Linked DNA regions of Mus musculus: region 1 is linked to region 2. A link is a contact called in public Micro-C data. All regions are on one chromosome and are shown on one strand. The core of a region is the stretch at or near the end of the contact, and the rest is flanking DNA. Distances in the headings are between cores, read along the strand shown.

Region 1 (3,707 bases), core at 188-2,687, 78 kb after region 2:
TCATGTGGGTAGCTCATCTGCAGAGGGAGCTGAGAAAGTCATCTGTACTGCTGGCATTAGCGCACACATGCTCCTGCTCCAGTGTTCTGTCAGCCTACTAGCTATGACAGATGTGCCCTCTGCTGAAGTTCGTCCATGTTGGGCCTCCTTCCTGCAGTGCGGCGTTCTGGCTTTAGCTAGTAGTTTTCTCTTATCATTAGGAATACAGTCTTACTATGGACAGTCCTCATGGAAACTTCAAACCATGGGAAGTACCAAACCTTAGATATCTTGGTTTCTCCTAGACACATATATTCATGATAAAATTTGACTTTCATAATTCAGGCAAAGAAAGAAACAATAACCAATAACAAGACATAATTGCAGCTTGTAATAGACAATGACTATTACGTAGGATAAGATTTACATGACCACAAATGCTGTGGTACCATGCAGTGGGTCTCACCATTGACATGGCTACTGAGTGCTGACCGGAAGGTAACATAGATATTGGGGTGGCAGAGAGATGAGACAAGGACATGAACTGTCAGGGCAAGGCAAGGGGCATTGTTGGCTCGGGGTGTGCTAATGCCCTTAGGGGGTGCCCCCTCTTGTACTGCTGCTCTAGGAGGCAGCTGTGGATTTGCCGCACCCTAGGGGAAGGAGACGAGAAGCAGAGCTTGGGATAGAGGATACCCTGGTGTCTAGAGGTCCAGCTCTAGACAGGTAGAGGTAGAATCTGTTACCAAGACAGGCTCCTTGCTTTGAGTTTTGTTGAAAGAAAAAGGAAGGGAGCATCCTACCTAGCCACAGAGGGATCAGGCTAGCTTCATGCTCTAAAGTCTTCTAGCTGTGTCTCCTGGAACCCGAGTGAGAAAATGCTACCTTTCTCATTGGCTGGTTGGCCCCTCACTCAGATGTCCTGAGTCACAGAGAAGCCACTGTCCTCTTCTCTTTGCCTCTTAGCTATCTGGAAGCTGCATGTCTCAACTGGTGTGTGAGAGTTCATAAAGATTAATATTGGCTGGTTCCCATTTTTGTATGCATAGCTGGAAAATTGTGTGGCATTAAAGTTTTACCAGCTAAAGTACCAGGAAGCTTTCAGTTAATGTGTGAGTGTCAAGTGGCTGAGCTAACAAGAGTGAGAGAATGAGACTCTTCAGTCATTGGCATTAGGATCGAGAACAGCACTCACAATGGTGGACATTGTCATGGCACATTAGGTTCTACACAGTGTGTCCATTATCTTCCCAGTGCTCGGAAAGACATGTGGTGATAACTGACAACTGGAGCTGAGTGGGTGGGAATGAATGTGTGAGAACTGTGCTGATTGGCTCCAGGAAGCAGCCTCCACAGTCCTTGTGCTGGCACCCAGAGAATGGGCTGCTCTGTCTGGAAAGGAGCAGACTAGCCCTCAGACAGGGAAGGGGTTTAGATGTTTGCCCAACACCAGCCTGGCTGTGAGCTTGTTTGTTTTGTGTTTTTATCTGGTGTGACATAGCTTCCCGTGAAGCCTCTCTGTTAACCTGTGTGCTCCCAGGGCATGTTCATAAGGGACCCTCGCCTTCTCAGTGCAGCGACTGCTAGTTTGTGGAAAAGAAATAGCATGAGGCACAGAAGCAAGAAAGGGTAGGTGTTTGAAAAAGTGGGCGAGTGTGAAGTTTAAGGACTTTCCACTGCCCCACAGTTGGCCCTGGCATTCCTCCAGCATTACAGTGTCTGTCAACATTAGCACACCTCCCAGGCACCCAGACTAGGTGTCTGGCCCTGTGCTGCTCAGCATGTGCTGGTGGTATTCTATTCAGTGGCGTAGCTCAGAGCCTTCACATGCTAGCAAGTGCTTAACCTCAAGTGATATCCTTAGCCCTTTGTTTTTCTTTTGAAACAGGGTCTTGCTAAGTTGTCTAAACTGGCCACAAACTCACTCTCTAGACCCAGCTGGACCCAAACTCTCCATCCCCCTGCTTCAGGCTGAACAGTAGCTGGGATTTCAGGCTACTCTGAAATCATGCCACCGTGTTAGCTCAGCATAAATGACTTAAAGCACTTTCCCCAGGGCATCTTATTTTCAAGCTGCTTCCTATGGAAAGTCTCCTGCGGGGTCACGGTTTACCTGGGAAGTGTTCTTGACTGAGCTGTTCCTGAAGGCCTTCCTATGGAGGCCTGCTGTCATCCCAAGAGTTGTAGCCATAGAGAGGGCTGTGCTGGGTAAATGGCTTGTAAAGGAGGTTATGGGGTGGGGGTAGGGGTGGGGTACCTGGCATTCACTGTTGACAGACAGTGCAGTGAGAACTCCAAGTCCTGGGGCGTGAGCAGCTGAGCAGGATGAGGCTGTGATGGACTGGATGAGCATGTGAGAGGAGGAAGCTAACAGGTTTCTTGGATGCCCAGAGGGAGAAGAGGGAGAGGTGCCATTGACTGAGGTGGGAAAGAGGGAGGGCTGGAGTGCAGAGAGCTGAAGCAGCCAAGACCATCCTACGCTGTGAGATAGCATTTCAAGTACCTTCTCAAGTACCCAAGACTAGGCAATTCATAAATATCATTTCTTATGTTCTGAATTCTACAATTGGAGTGACAGCACTTGGTATCTGGTGAGGGCCTTCTTATGCCCTCACACTGTGGAATACAGAAGTGTGAAAGGTTAGGTACATTTAGCCCACCTGTAGGGCACCAGTCCTATCTGTGAGGACGGAGCCTGTCTTCTAAGGGTCCATCTGGTAATACCATCCATTGACCACTGAGTTTCACTGCAGTCCATAAAGCAACTGGTCTCATATGCATCTGGGTTCAGGCACCATCTTATCTCAGTTACCATAGTCATTACATTTGCAAGTCATGCTACTTAAATTATATATTTATAGTTATTAGCAGAAAACAGGAAATGGGAAGCAGGAGGTAAATAATTGAATGACTCCATGAGAATGTGTGTGTATGTGTGTGTGTGTGTGTGTGTGCGCGCACGCGCGCATACACGCGCATGTGCGCATACACGCGCATGTGTGTGCATTGGTGTGTATATGTGTGTGTATGCGTGTGCATGTGTGTGAGTTTGGGTGAAGTTGTTTGTGCCATGGGTGACAAGGGATGTACATTGATTGTCAGCATTTTGTTCTACTTATGCTTGATTTCTAAAGCGATTTCCCCCTCACCCCCACCCTCACCCCCACACCCCCGACCCCTGTTTTCCACACACTAACCATGCTGAACTGCTTTGTAGCATGGCTACACTGAGTTAGAGCTTTATACTTTGTTCCATAGAAATCAGTTCTCTGAGCAAAACGGTGCTGATTGCATGAGAGCCGTGATTCCTACTGAGTGTCCGTCATCACAGTACAGTTGTTGGCTGTGGTCATCACCTCGTAGAAGGTGAGGGTCGGGACCCACCTGAGATTCCAGCCGCTCCTCCTAGACATCTGGATGCAGTTCTGCTTTAATTCCATAGAGCGGGGGGGGGGGGGGGGAGGGGGAGGTAGAGGCTCCTGGAGGTTGAGAGTGGCTCCCTCCATTTGTTGGCTACAAGACAGCCATCATCCAAGCTGGGTTAGGGCTTTCTAGTGGAGCAGTTTCAGGGTCACCTATGCTCCTTCCAGCAGCCTCCCTCCAGGCTCTGTAAGCCTGGTGAGCTCATTGGCCCACAGGGTGAGCTTTGACTGGGGCCTCATAAGAAAGCAGGCAGATGTTCTTTACAACTCTCCCAAGGGAAGGACTTTCCCAGCACCCTGCTACTA
Region 2 (3,992 bases), core at 767-3,266:
CAGATAGCCACGGTTAGACTAGCCAGTGTGTGTGTGTGTGTGTGTGTTATATTCTATCAGTTCAGTTACTCTAGACAATCTTGCCTAAAACACTTTTCCTTCACAGAGGTTGCTAAAGTCTCTGTCCTTGGCATCACTAGCTGGCTGCCAGCAGACAGACTGCATTAGTGAAGAGTAAATTACATCTATGCAGAAGGTGCTGGCTGCTGGGATAAATGGATCCCAACACTGGGTGGCAGATGCAGTAGGTTTCTTACTCTGCCTCCCCGCAGGGAGGATGCTCCTGGTTGGCACAGACCTGGTGCAGTATGACCTGCACTACTATTTTTTTTTGTCCTCTTTTACTTTTATTTTTAAAATTATTTATTTACATTCCCGTCATCACCCCCTCCCAATCCCTCCTCCCTCCTCCCATAGTTCCTCGTGCCATTCCTCCTCCCCTTTGCCTCCAAGAGGGTGCTCCCCACTACCAAACCTCACCCTTCCCTGAGGCCTCAAGAAGACTAAGCCCATCTTCTCCCACTGAGGCCAGACCAGGCAGACCTCTGCTATTTAAGTGCCAGGGGCCTCGGACCAGCCTGTGTATGCTTCTGATTGGTGGCTTGGTCTCTGGGAGCTATCTGGGGTCAGGGTTAGTTGAGAGTGTTGGTTTTCCTTTTTGTCTTCTTCTTGATGTCTGAGCTCTGCAGCTGCCAAAAGAGCCCAAGGGCTGGGGAGGTACTGCTGCTTCGTCATATCGGCTAAGAGATGTCCATCTTCCTGCTAGTGAACATCTAGTTTCAGGATGGAGGCACGGGGGTTGGATGGGAAGAGGAAAATGGAAACTGTAGCCTTCAACTGAGCAGTGGCTTCCCGTGACAAGTACACTCAGAATCGTCATCCATGAGGAGTAAAATCAAGCATACGATCCCTCGGGACGAATCTTCAGCACACTATTGTGATGTTTGTGACTCTGCTTTATACAATGAAGTCAGTCCTGTTAACCATACCAAGGACTCATCCCCTACAGAAGTGCTCCATCTAAGGGGAACAGTAGATGCATCAAGCTTACCCAGGAGATCTTCTGATTGGTCACTGCGTATAGTCCAGGATGTCATTAGGAGCAGCATAGACAGAGTCCCCACCAGTGGTGCAGACTGTTCAGTCTTTAGCTCAGAGCCACAGGAAAAGTTAGCCTTTCTTTGCAGACCGTGTTGGTTCAGAGTGAAAGGATTGTTCCGTTGCCTTGATTATGCCAACCTACCAGCAGATGGCAGTAGAGGATCTCGCGCTACAAAGTGATTCTAAGTTACAAATGCTCTTAACTTCTGAGCCACCTCTCTCTCCCCAAGACAGGGGTGGGAGGTGGGAGGTTGTGGGGGTTCGGTTCTGAATTAGATGCCACGGCTCAGCTCCCCCATACTGCTGCAGCAATGCCTCAAAATGATATACTCCATTTCTGAGCTCTTGTTCCAGTTGCTACTGAATAACTTTAATGTCTCAACGAGTGTAAAATTCCTTAAGATTTTCAATGTTGCAAACAAACAAATAAACAAGCAAAATGAGCTATCATGTCCATAGACAAAGGAATGGCAAGACACACGTGCCTGAAAACCGTCAGAGGAACTGGAGTCAATTCCTAGCACCCACTTGGTGGTTCCCAGTGATCTGTAACTCCAGTTGCAGGGGATCTAGCGCCCTGGTCTGGTCTCTATGGGTATCAGACACACACGTTCGCGCAGGCAAAACAGCAATATACATAACATAAAAATAGATTAATATTTTGAAGAAGAACCCCTGACTGTATTGCTGTGGGGAAGGGGCTAATACACAACCACTCTGTCCAGGTAAGACTCTCAGCTCCTGGTGAAAATTGTCAAATCGCTTAGAATCACTTATTAGAACGAGATCTTCTCCTGCCATCTGCTGGGAGATTAGCGTAATCAAAACAGAACAATCCTTTCACGGGTGTGCTTTGGTGGAGGTGCCAAACTAGAGCAACCATGCGTGATATCCCTGAACAAATATGGTCACTAAAGAGGCTAACTTTTCCTCCGGCTCCGAGCCAGAGACTGAGCAGTCAGCGCTACTGGAGGGAACGCTGTCTATGCTGTTCTCGATGACATCCTGGATGATATGCAGTGGCCAACCAGAACAAGTCCTGGGTAAGCTTGATGGCTTTCATCTGTGTTTTCAAGAGTATGACATCAATTTCAGCAACATAGTGAGTTCGAGGCCAAATAGCAGGAGATTGTCTCTGTGCAGTTCAGTTCACCAGCCCCCAGGGAGTTCTGGAGCTGCATGGGGAAGTAGGCTCAGTTGTCAAGGTGACTACAGGTACTAACTAATGGGCTTTGTGCTTGTTTTAAGTGTCTGGGAGGGGCTCCCAGGTGCTCAGTGTCCTCAGTGTGATGTTCTGACTACATGACAATCTCAAAGGTGCTGGCAGTGAACACCTAGCAACAGCCACTTCAGGTCCTGTTTCCTCCTGATCATGTTTTCAATATTGGGGAACACTGGGTCAGGGCAACCTTAGTCATAGGCCCATTGGCTACCAGAGTCAATGACCTGGAGCTTGGACTTCTCAGTCCCAAGAACTGTAAGACATAATATCTGTACAGGCCAGGCTGACCTCCAACCTCCTGCCTCAGCCTCCTGAATGCTAAATACAGGTGTGATCTACCATGGGCACCCCTCCCCCCTTCTAACCACCTCTCTTTTCTACTGGTAGGATCCCAGGCAGCCAGCACAACTACAGGAGCCTTGGGAACTGGCTGACCTGAGATCCCTTGGCCTGTACCAGGGACAAACAGTTGCAATGGCCCTGAGGTCAGCTGTTGGCTGCAACACCACTAACCCACAACAGCTCCAGAGCCTGAGTCCAGGATGCTTTGCTGAATGGAACTACAGGAAACAACATCTTTGCTTGTCCCTCCTACAGATCCAACTAAGTGTGAATAGACAGTATTTTCTCCTTGTATTGTCCTATCTAAGGTTGGCCAGATCCATTGAAGAGGAGCCCAGGAGTAAAGAGCCTCCTGTCCTCTGGACAGCACTGAGTGTCCATCCACTCTTCTGCAGCCAAAGAGAACATTCCATCAGCTCACCATGTTGATAGCCTGCCCCAGGCAGCTGGGCAAGTATCACCTTTTTAGTGTTGTCTTGCTAGGGTTTTACTGCTGTGAACAGACACCACGGCCAAGGCAAGACTTATAAAGGACAATTAATTGAGGCTGGCTTACAGGTTTAGAGGTTCAGGCCATTATCATGAAGGTGGGGAGCATGGCAGTGCCTAGGTAGGCAAGGTGCAGGAGGAGTTGAGAGTTCTACATCTTCATCTGAAGGTTGCTAGCAGAATACTGACTTCCAGGTAGCTGAGGGTCTTAAAGCCCACACCCACAGTGCCAATTCCAATCCAACAAGACCACACCACTCTAACAAGGCCACACCCACTCCAACAAGGCCTCACCTACTCCAACAGGGCCACACCCTCTAATAGTTCCACTCCCTGGCCGAGCATATACAAACCACTACAAATGTGTTATTGCTCTTCTTAACCTTTATCTTCGCTCTTTTTCTTATAGTTTTTGGCACTGAGAAGTCCAAGCTCATTGGACTCCCGTCATTGACTCCGGTGGCCAATGGGCCTATGCCTAAGGTTGCTCCGACCCAGTGTTCCCCAACATTAAAAACATGATCATGCCCGGAAGAAACAGGACGTGAAGTGGCTGATGCTAAGGGTTCACTGCCAATGCCTTTGAGATTGTTGTGTAGACAGAACATCACACTGAGGACGCTGAACACCTGGGAGCCCCTCCCAGACACTTAAAACAAGCACAAAGCTCATTAGTACCTGTGGTCACCTTGACAACCCAGCCTACTTCCCATGCAGCTGAACTGCACAGAGAGTCCCCTGCTATTTGGCCACAAACTCCCAACATTGCTGAAACTGATGTCAGACTCTTGATAATCTCCCCGTGCCAGCCTCTTGCATTCTGGAACTACAGACGAAA

The links. Hi-C and Micro-C count contacts between places; a contact is called where the count stands out from the background.
Region 1: a contact with region 2 is called in a Micro-C map of the AtT-20 cell line, with 3 times the contacts expected there. The contact joins two enhancer-like sites. A contact is called at or near these places in 1 of 15 datasets of contacts at CTCF or cohesin (large pre-B cells), 17 of 484 Hi-C or Micro-C datasets (the AtT-20 cell line, CD4 T cells, CD8 T cells and 12 more), 3 of 115 datasets of contacts at active chromatin or transcription factors (bone marrow-derived macrophages, embryonic stem cells and hepatocytes) and 4 of 9 other capture datasets (adipose tissue, liver, macrophages and 1 more).

What each region holds. Positions count from the first base shown.
Region 1 is chr1:37,349,769-37,353,475 of GRCm38.p6, forward strand. All of the region lies in intron 1 of Inpp4a (inositol polyphosphate-4-phosphatase, type I), which reads left to right. Among named protein-coding and RNA genes, the nearest start is that of 4930439A04Rik, 17 kb to the left of the region's middle. Within about 2 kb of position 1,438, at least 55 of the 459 cell types and tissues checked have an H3K27ac peak or open chromatin away from gene starts, as enhancers often do. A contact at or near this core is called in the AtT-20 cell line and pancreatic islet, where this site is marked.
Region 2 is chr1:37,271,420-37,275,411 of GRCm38.p6, forward strand. No RefSeq gene overlaps it. Among named protein-coding and RNA genes, the nearest start is that of Inpp4a, 26 kb to the right of the region's middle. Within about 2 kb of position 2,017, at least 6 of the 459 cell types and tissues checked have an H3K27ac peak or open chromatin away from gene starts, as enhancers often do. A contact at or near this core is called in the AtT-20 cell line and pancreatic islet, where this site is marked.